2 separate regions of the Xenopus laevis genome follow, and region 2 is linked to region 1. Evidence: chromatin contacts called from public Hi-C data. All regions are on one chromosome and are shown on one strand. Each heading gives the region's core, a stretch centred on a gene start, on an enhancer-like site or on the middle of the called end of the contact. The rest is flanking DNA. Distances are from core to core; before and after follow the strand shown. Region 1 overlaps apc.S (adenomatous polyposis coli homolog). Region 2 holds the start of apc.S (adenomatous polyposis coli homolog).

Region 1 (5,182 bases), core at 776-3,275:
TGCAAAGGACAATGAACCCCTTGCCCCAAGATAGTTTTCATTAAATCTGATTTTCATGTACAATGTGACAACTTTGGCAAAGGGACAGAGCTTTACAAATAGACAAAGTTGGTAGAGCTTGGCACACTGTTTATTGCTTATAATATAGCCATTCAGTGAGACACTTATCAGTACCAGCGGGCTAATTTCTGTATTGGAAACTGTATGTAATTCTGTATGTGGAAACAAGAGTGCAAGTAGAGGTGCCTGGGAAATATTGAAGAAAAATGCTAATGTAACTAGTTGTTACCTTTAAGACGTTCCAGCAGATCAATCTGGCCAGAAGAAGCCATTGGCTCATCCTCAATACTTCCCTGCAGCTGCTTTAGAACATCCTGCATTAAATATGAACGTGAAATAAGTATCCTATAGTCACCATTTTGCATGCATAGCAAAGAAAACAAAAAGAGCAACTGAAGAAGAAAAGTCATTTCAATGAAATACTAGTCTATACCGCAAACCTAAATAAATGTCACTGCTGTTTAGTTGAGGTAGAAATACAAATGATAGAAGTAAGGAAAGCAATAAGACACATGGGTACCATACTACAACAAGGACTTCTAATTGGAGTAATATTCCTGATTTTACATTATGCTGTAAAATACAAGGCAACAGTCCATTTTATGTCCATTATGATGCACAGTCAAGAGAATGAAGACCCTAGGGAACCAAGTGCTGGATTTTCTTACCAATGACCTTGCTCATAGAACAATAGCACATTGATTATACTGTTTAATAGTGGATAATGTATCACAGATCCCTGCCTAAAGCAGAGTGTTTACAAGTACAATTCCTTCAAGGACACACAAGCTTTGCTCCTAAGGAAATTTCATTCTGCTGTGACCATTTAACAAGGAACAAGAAATTTCTAATTAGCTTATATATAGTTACTCTTTCCATTTTTACAATTTCCCAACTATATCCTTCGGCCGAACCCCCAAATCCTTCACGAAAGATTCGGCCGAATAGCGAACCAAATTGTTGGTACCAAGGACCAAAATTTTTACTGGCCTATGTTGTGGAGGGCCAATAATAGAAGTCAGTGTTGACCACTCCCTCTTTTAAACCACACCCACTGTAATACACAACCATGTTACCACAAGAACTTTTAAGATCATATCCACATTAAAGGTGGTAGCACACCAAAAAACCAAATGGTTGGTGCTCACTGCAGGGAAATCCCTCATCACTTATATGTGAAAAATTGAAGTCATGTTAAAACATACCCTTAGATCCATATGCCTCATCCTCCCCTGTGGATAATACAACAACCCCCCAACACATGATTAAACACCTTAGGGGTCCTTAACAACAATTTCCAAATGCTAATAACCCCAAAAACAAACCCTTAACAGGCTTAAACCCACAGGTAGCGTAGGGCAAGCAGAGAATGGCACACACAAGCAGCACTGGGCAAGCAGAGAATGGCACACACAAGCAGCACTGAGTATGGTACACACAAGCAGCACTGGGCAAGCAGAAAATGGCACACACAGGGAGGGAAGGCAGAACAGAGCAGGAGACAGGGAAAGCTATCATTCTAATATGTACTACATACAGTGACACAGTGCTGGTGCCCCATTAGCATTTTGAATAAGGTGTGAACAGGTGAACAATTTGGGCAGTTTCAGTCTGGATCTCAGGTGTGAACAGTACAGTCCTTTAGGATATAAACAATAGAGGTGTCACAAGTGTGAACAATACAGGGGGATCACAGGTTTGAACAATACAGGGGGATTAGTCTGAATTTGAGGTTTAAACAATCTCTGTAGTGATGATACCTTTTAACGCTTACAAATGATAAGCAGACACAGCATGTGGGGGGCTACAGAAAGGTGGGGGGGTTGCGGGCCCCAGTTGGATAGCCCTGATCTAAATGATACAAGCCAAAGTATTCAAAGTATAATTTTACTACATGCAGATAAAAGAACGAATTTATGATTTATCAGAAAACTCTCGTTATTTCTGGGTTCCCTATAAATATTCGATTGTTCATTGTGATGCTCACTGCTGAAAGCATCATGTCACAGCTGGTGGCTTTATGTGCTGACACTTCATAGCTGGTGGCAAAACCAAAGTATTCACAGCTTGTGCCCTGTGTTATCTGTGCTGAGGACGTGGATTGCAAAGCACAGAACTTGCTCTGGAACGAGTCTGCAAAGTATGATTGAAATCCATGCTCCAACAAGTCTACTGCGCTGTAATAAACACAACACAGAAGCCATTAGGAAACCAATGCAATTTTGCCCATTTTAAGGACACTGTATCAAATGTCCTAATTAGTATTTACCATGATTGTATATTAATGTGCTCAGTACAGTATGGGTATACTTTACTTGCCAAGTTACACATTCCTCAAACTATGTGAGGGAGACGGATTCAAAATATGCATGTATATTTTATAGCACATCTTGTACATGCAGTGCTGTACACATAGGTTATTTAATAAACTTCGAATGCAAAAATCACAAAAAATTCGTGATTTTTTTTAAATAAAATCAGACTTTTTAAAAAAAAATGAATACTTGAGCAACAGATAGTTTATATCAAATAAAGTGTCATTACATAATCTTATCAAGCTGGAATATATATTTAAGTAAATATTGCCCGTTTACATCTCTTGCGACTGTTTCGCGATTGTCTGTGTACTGCCTCAGAGATCACCTGACCAGAAATACTACAACTCTAACTGAAACAGGAAGAAGTGTGGAAGCAAAAGACAGAACTCTGTCAAGTGGCTCATGTGACCTAACAAACAGTATGTTTGTGTGCACTGTGAATCATACGATCCCAGGGGGCAGCCCTTATTTTTTTTTTTTAAAATGCCAGTTTTCTATTTAGGATTACCCAACGGCACATACTGCTAAAAAAGTATATTATTATGAAAATGGTTTATTTACATGAAGCGGGGTTTTACATATGAGCTGTTTTATGCAATATCTTTTTAGAGAGACCTACAATGTTTATAGTTTTCCTTTAATAAGACATCTTCAACAAAAGATTACTCGGCTAAAAGAGCTTGTGTGTCAATGCAGAGGTTCTCACACCTGCTCACAAGAAGTTTCGTATGGACACAGACAATTCAGTGCTCTGCCCATACAGTTGGAAAGGGAGTGGGCGATTATTTGCATATATGAATTCTTACTTCCTGCAACCATGAAATGCCAGACCACTGTTACATTATGCTAGGTTGGATTAGGTCCTTGTAGGTGTTAAAAAAAAAAAATAAAAAAATAAAGAAACCTACCTTCATGTTTGATGCCTCTGACTCAAGTTTTGTGAGATGATTGGAATTGTCTTCTAATTCTTGTCTAAGGTTTGTATTCTCCATCTTCAGTGCCTCCACTTGCTTTAACAACTGGTCATACGAAGCAGCAGCCATGCTGGGCTACCCCCAGGCCTACACAGGAACATAAAATGATTTTTTTAAATCAAAAGCATTTACAAATTTCTCATCATGGTGCCGAGTTGAGAGGTAAATGACGGTTAGCATTTTCTTTGAAAATAAGTTAATTGTTGCTGTCAAAAGAAACAAATGGGTTAATTTCTATTGCAGTACAAACAGCCACTTAGAATCACGACAATCACTTACTTGCTGCATTTTAAGTTTATACAGAGTTTGTTTACTAGGGCCTCCTACAGAACCCTGCTTGCCAAAGCCAATGACTGACCTCACCATAACATCATTATAATCCGTAGCACTGTGTTTTGTACATTGTACCTGAACATTAAACAAAGCTGAACTTGCTGTTGTTCCATTATTGGAATCCTAGAAGTAATATTCCACAAGCAGATTTGACTTACATCAATGCATTCATTTTACATAAAAGTCCACTTTCACACATGTTAAGTGAAGTATAAAAGAAAATATTCATAGTTTACTCCGCCCACCCCTTGCGATAAGCTTGTGTTACCATCACTGTGCGGAACATTATGGGGCAGATTTATTAAGGTTCGAATGGTAAATTCTAATTTGAATTTTTGAATTTCTTTTTTTTTGGCAAAACTCGCAAATTCGAATTTGAATTCACGTGAATATGAATGTGAGATTGATCAAACATCGACCCTGGAAACAGCTCTAATTCGATACTTGCCACCTAAAACCTGCCGAGTTCATGAACAAGTCAATGGCAGAGGTCCATTGAACTATTTGAAGATGTTAATTGCCTTCCTGACATCTGAGGTTTTTCATTCGAGTTGTAAGTACATTCGAATGTATTAGAGGTTAAAAAAATTCACATAACTTCAAAATTCGACCTTTGATAAACCTGCCCCTCAGAGAGTGGGTGACACACTGGAAGAAGGATGCAAGAACAAGAAAGATCATGGAATGTTGTGGGTGCATGTGTTAGTAAAGGGCATAAATGATGTGGGGAGGGGGAGGACAAAACTGCAAGTAAGAACTGCTCAAATAGCGCTCTTCTTTACACTACAGGGCTTAGCATATATAAGCCTTAAAGGGATACACTCACATGGATCCAAAACAACAGAGTATAGATACTTTTGCCCTAGCTACACAACCTCTAAACTATAAATATATATACATCTTGCTAACACAATAAAACCAACACTATTAGATTTGGTGTGGCTAGTAGAATCCTTACATGTTTATAGCAAAGCTGAACACATTTCACCTACATTATTTAGCTGGAAGTACAATTTCTTTTAACACAATTATTTTGTCGCAGTTATTTACAACCTATTAAAGGGATTTCGGTAACATTTTATTCTTTGAATACATTTATATCACTATACCCAACATTACACATTTTGACAAAAAATGTTTCAGAATGAAATGTTGGGCAAGTCTGATTCAGGACTTCATAAAGCTACATTACCACAACAGATTTAATGGCAGCTTCTACATTCACAAACACTCAAAAATATATGTATAAAGATCATACATCAATGCAAACAATGCAAATATAATCACAATTTATAAAATACAAAGTGTGAATGGTAAATCCAACTAAGTATATATTGCCTTTTAGCATAATGTTTTTCTTAGTCTTGAAGTCAAAATTCTGTTTTAGCATCTCCAGCTAGATGAAAATCTAATCCAAAGGCAAATGGGATTCACTGGTGCAAAAGTAGGCCACGGTTGGCAGGCAAGAGAAAATTGCAAACGATGGATTAAATATTG
Region 2 (5,182 bases), core at 1,785-4,284, 37 kb after region 1:
CATATTTCTCTCCCTGACAGCACCACTTCCTGAGGAAGTAACAATTCAATAAGCTAGTAAGGAAAAGAAGAACAATGCAGAGGAACAACTTAATGTATATATAATCTATTTATAAATTTGTTTTACTATAAATAAACAAAAAACAAACAACTACAGGCACAGAACACAAATTGAAGCTGCTATCATCATCTGCATTTATGTATACAGCCCCAGCAAGTTACACAGTGCTTTACATTAATTTATAATGATCAGGGGTCTTACAATAGATATATTGGTTGATTCTACTGAGGCCTTGTATATAAACATAGATAAATATAACATAAATATTCATTTTTGACTACAAACCATTATTTAGAGCAGCGTAAGTAAAATATTTGAGCTATGTTCTCATCCCCACACATACATATAACTGCATATTTAATGAAAGGGAATATTGCCAATAATGACTTTACATAATATCATCTTAGTATTATTACCCTGCTTAATTTCAGTTTTGTTAGTCAAGAGACTACTACCCTGAATGACGAAACACATCACAGATTGAACATAGACCATTTGGGCTTCAACAATAATCTGTCATGAAAATAAACAATGATTTGCTGAATGGAAAGTGACAATTATTTGTTAAATGTACAAAAATACTCCAATGATCAATATGCTTTAGCAAAAACTATTAGTATCAACGACAGGCAAATGAAAAAGCTACACATGGATAAAACTCTCAGAGAAGGGGTAGTCATTCAGAAGAACAACCAACTGCAATAAATATGCCAATGTATGGTCTGTTCTCAAAGCGCAAACAGTCCCATGCTGCTGTGCCACAGTTAAAGGGATACTGTCGTGGGAAAAACTTTTTCAAAACGCATCAGTTAGTCGTGCTGCAGAATTCTGCACTGAAATCCGCTTCTCAAAAGAGCAAACAAATATTTAATTTTGAAATCTGACATGGGGCTAGACATGACTTCTGCTCTGATAAACTTCAGTTACTCTATTGCTTTACAAGTTGAAGTAATATCACCCCTTCCTTTCCACCCCAGCAGCCTAATAACAGAACAATGGGAAGGTAAGTAGATAGCATCTCTCTAACACAACAGTTACCTGGTACATCTAAGAACAACACTCAATAGCAAAATCCAGGTCCCACTGCGACACATTCAGTGAGTAGGAGAAACAACAGCCTCAAAGAAAACAGTTCCATCCTGAAGTGATGGCCGTTTCTGAAAGCACATGACCAGGCAAAATGACCTGAGATGGCTGCCTACACACCAGTATTATAACTAAATAAAAATACACTTGCTGGTTCAGAAACTACATTTTATATTGTAGAGTGAATTATTTGCAGTGTAAACAATGTAATTTAGAAATAAAAACTACATTATAAAAATCATGACAGAATGAATTTTTCTTTTCAAGACTTGATTTTCCCTCTAACACTTTTGAATTATAAATCTGATCTGCGTACAGGAGGAAAGCTTTCTTACAGCATCACACCGAAAGAGTTTTAACACACAATATATTATTTGGAAATATGGTACATGTTGCATTGGCAGATATCTTGTCAAATCATGTATTAACAACTTGAAAGGATGATGAGACATTGATTAGAACATTCCATTGCTTAGTTATTGTACCAGTTATGGCACTTACCCTATTCCAGTCACAGATACCCAATCCATTTGACTATTCCCCTTCTGCAAAGCCGCTGCTCAGGTCTCCTCTGCACCACATTTCCCTGACTACAATACAATTAGGGCTCTTACATACAGGCGGTTTTCCTGTGCTCCCCTGGGCTGCGCTTTCTTCCATTCAGCCGCAGGGGAGCGCAGAAGTAGACGCACTCAATTATTGTGAAGGGGGCTGTACTCACACAGACGCTTGTATGCGTCGAATGCAGGTGAAATGCAACATGCTGCGTTCGCCACTTACATGATTCTGTGCGAGTACAGCTTCACAATAATTAAGTGTGTCTACTCCTGCGCTCCCCTGCGGCTGAACGGAAGAAAGCGCAACGCAGGTGAGCGCAGGAAAAACCGTCCTTGTGTTAAGGTGGCCATAGACGAGAAGATCCGCTCGTTTGGCGACAACGCCAAACAAGCCGATCTTTCCCTGATACGCCACTAAGGGGCATTGCTATATCGGGGCTAATGTGAACGTTCAACCCTGAGAGCGCAATGGGCTCCGACAGGACAAAATCCAACCTGTCCCATCGACTAAACGACCGATCTCCGCCAGACAAAAAATGTCAGGATTCTCCACAAACGGTCCGAAAATCGTACGAATCCTCGGTTCGTACGATAGGATCTTTGCGTCTATGGCCACCTTAACAGCCTTTCATGGAGAGGGTGTCATTGTAATTTGCCAATACTAGGCAGTAAACCAGTGAAGTCAATCAGTGCTTTGTTTACTTCATCCAGCTGCAACAAAACAACCAATGCCAAAGAAAAACTGGTTGCCATAGGTTACTGCCCAGGGTGCTAAGTTGTCCAGGGACACCCCTATACCAAGCATAGTCAAGTCATTCGCCCAATGCCCAGTCCTTCAGCAAATGATACTAAAGTAGAGCAGTCACATAATACCAGTTGGTAAAGTTATCCCCAATAGTTTCTATGCTTATTATTCAGCCATGCTTTGTCTGGCCAGTCTCACAGGCTCTACCTTCCATCAACATAGAATAAGCGTCAGCCTCACAGCCGCCATCAGTAGGGGACTGGGGGTACAGTCATCAAGGGTTCGGTGGGTTAGGGGCCGGCTGTGCTGCTCTTACTTGGATTATCGGGTCCCCTGCTGCTGTTAGTGACCTGCAGACAATCGGAAGGCAGGGCGGCTACTAAGGTGACTGACTACATGTTCTTCCCTTACACAGCTTTCATACTGCCCAACAGTCCCGCTTCTTCTGACAGAGCCCAACAGCACCACATCGCTACTTACAGCTGCCGCAAAACTGCTCACTGCAGGCTCCTAGTCTCCTGCCTTAAAAAAAAAATCTCAGCGCCACAAGTCTCATCTCGCGAGACTGGCGTCACGACCACACGTAAGCGCACTGACGCACCACGTAGCTGACTTGTGTGAGCCGATGTATCATAAGAATATAGACAGGCCAAAAAGTGGGACAACTGTAATAGCAGCTACAGACAGAAATATGTCTCTGGACGCTGCAATTCATTTCATTGTTCTTGTTACATGTAAATGTTTAGTGGAAAAGTAAAAATTAAATTCACAGATATTTGTTATATTTTTTTAGTTGCTGGCCTCGGTATTCAATAGTTTTATATAGATATAGATATATAGATATAGATAGATAGATATAGATAGATATATATATATATATTCCATTGAGAAAGGTGCACACCAGGATTTTTCAATTAAAACTTCATATTTATTGAATCAGTTTAAAACAGGAACCGGCCAACGTTTCGGTCTTTCTCTAAGACCTTTATCAGGACCGTCTTGATAAAGGTCTTAGAGAAAGACACAAACGTTGGCTGGTTCCCGTTTTAAACTTATTCAATAAATATGAAGTTTTAATTGAAAAATCCTGGTGTGCACCTTTCTCAATGGAATATGGATAATGCAGCTCTGGTGTGCGCTAGGACTTTGAATGTGTGTGTGTGTGTGTGTGTGTCATTTCAAAAAGTGTTTTGACTTTTGTGAATAATAGAACTCAAGTGAAGTGTTATTTAACATCCAACTGAACCATTATACCCCCCTAAAATTGTTGTATTAAAATTGTCGTTGTTCAAGTCAGTGATGGTCTTTAATGCAAAAACGTTTATTTTGTTTGCTTGATTTGCAGAATAAAAGAAAATTTAAATCCTAAGTGTCGTTATGTCATTAGTTAAATCAGGGTCTGACTGGGGGGCCTCCTTTGGACCCCCGGCCCCCACTGCTGTGGCGCACACACACATACACTACATTTGTCCGGTGGATGCAGCAGGAAGGAGCCTGCAGATCGCGGATCTGGCCCAGCGGGGTACACAAGGGCTGGGAGCCCACTGGGTTTTTCCCAGTGTCCCGCTGGCCCAGTCCAACCCTGAGTTAAATAATTCCAGAGGTTTAAGAGTTTGTAATTTAGTGATAAGAATGAGATGTGTGCCAGTTAGGGTTGCCACCTGTCTGGATTTCACCCGGACAGCCCAGTTTTTTGAATTGATGTCCGGATTTCCGAATTAGGAAACAGGACATTGAATGAGGTGAATGACATGGCGATAAGCCAGTCGCTAATCACCGCGTCAGCAGTCCAGCCCCTGATAGCCGCCTCACCTCTCCATGTCACACGCCCAGGCCCCTATGTCACCGGGCCGCCCCCTGCCTGTGGTGGCAACCCCAGTGCTAGTTGACCTAAATACGTCTGGGCCAACCAGGTGAGCCCCCACAACAGGATTCAAGAGGGTAGCAGGTCAGACATTAGGCAGGGCTCCTCCCTTTTGGTGAGGTTATAGTGATGGCTAGGGTTGCCACCTTTACTGGAAAAAAATACCGGCCTTCCTATAAATTTATCTTTTTTTCCTATTAATAACGTTGGGATCAAACATCATTCTTACGGGCCAGGTGGCAACCCTAGTGCTGGCCCAGCCATATACAATTAATTTGAGGGGAGTTTGCTCAGTTTTTCTAAGGCCTGTTCGGGTCTCAAATTTCTTTTCAGTTTTCAGCATTGGGAAACCGAAACAATAATCTGCCCAATAAATGAAAACCATTTAAATACTAAGATAGTTACCTCAGGATGGCTTAGTTAATATCAAGTGCAATAACAATTTATTTTTATTACAGCAACAAAAAAAGCAAATCAATACAAAATAAGAAATTGTTTTTCTAAATTAGCATTGCTCTATTTCAGAGCCCTAGCCATCAATGTTTTTTTTTACTTGTGTAGGGCATATTGGCCACCATTGGTTATTTTTTTTGATTAAGGGATTAAACCAAATGACTCTTAATTGTACATTAGAAATGGAAATTCTAAAACTAAATGCAATTTAGGTTAAAGTAGGCACCTGCTTAAAGAGTCTATCTTGACATAGTGGCAGGCGTAATAATCCTTTGGCCAAATAGTTTTTACTCTTTTAACACTCATGTCTGTGTGGCTTTTTACTGTGGGGTGCGATGAGGTGGGCAAGGCCCATTTTGTCCTATGGCACCCCAAGATCTCTGATATCAGCCCTGTTCACACCCACCCAAAAGTGTA

What was found. Hi-C and Micro-C count contacts between places; a contact is called where the count stands out from the background.
Region 2: a contact with region 1 is called in a Hi-C map of the XTC cell line, with 2.9 times the contacts expected there. The contact joins the promoter of apc.S here to the enhancer-like site in region 1. A contact is called at or near these places in 3 of 4 Hi-C or Micro-C datasets (the XL177 cell line, the XTC cell line and animal cap).

Annotation. Positions count from the first base shown.
Region 1 is chr1S:161,118,871-161,124,052 of Xenopus_laevis_v10.1, forward strand. apc.S (adenomatous polyposis coli homolog) reads right to left here. Exons shown (of 17, transcript XM_018244324.2): 3 at 3,287-3,439; 4 at 290-374. The coding sequence starts at 3,421. Among protein-coding and RNA genes, the nearest start is that of apc.S, 37 kb to the right of the region's middle. Within about 2 kb of position 2,026, at least 1 of the 7 cell types and tissues checked has an H3K27ac peak or open chromatin away from gene starts, as enhancers often do.
Region 2 is chr1S:161,155,225-161,160,406 of Xenopus_laevis_v10.1, forward strand. It overlaps apc.S (adenomatous polyposis coli homolog), which reads right to left and starts at 3,035. Exons shown (of 17, transcript XM_018244324.2): 1 at 2,929-3,035.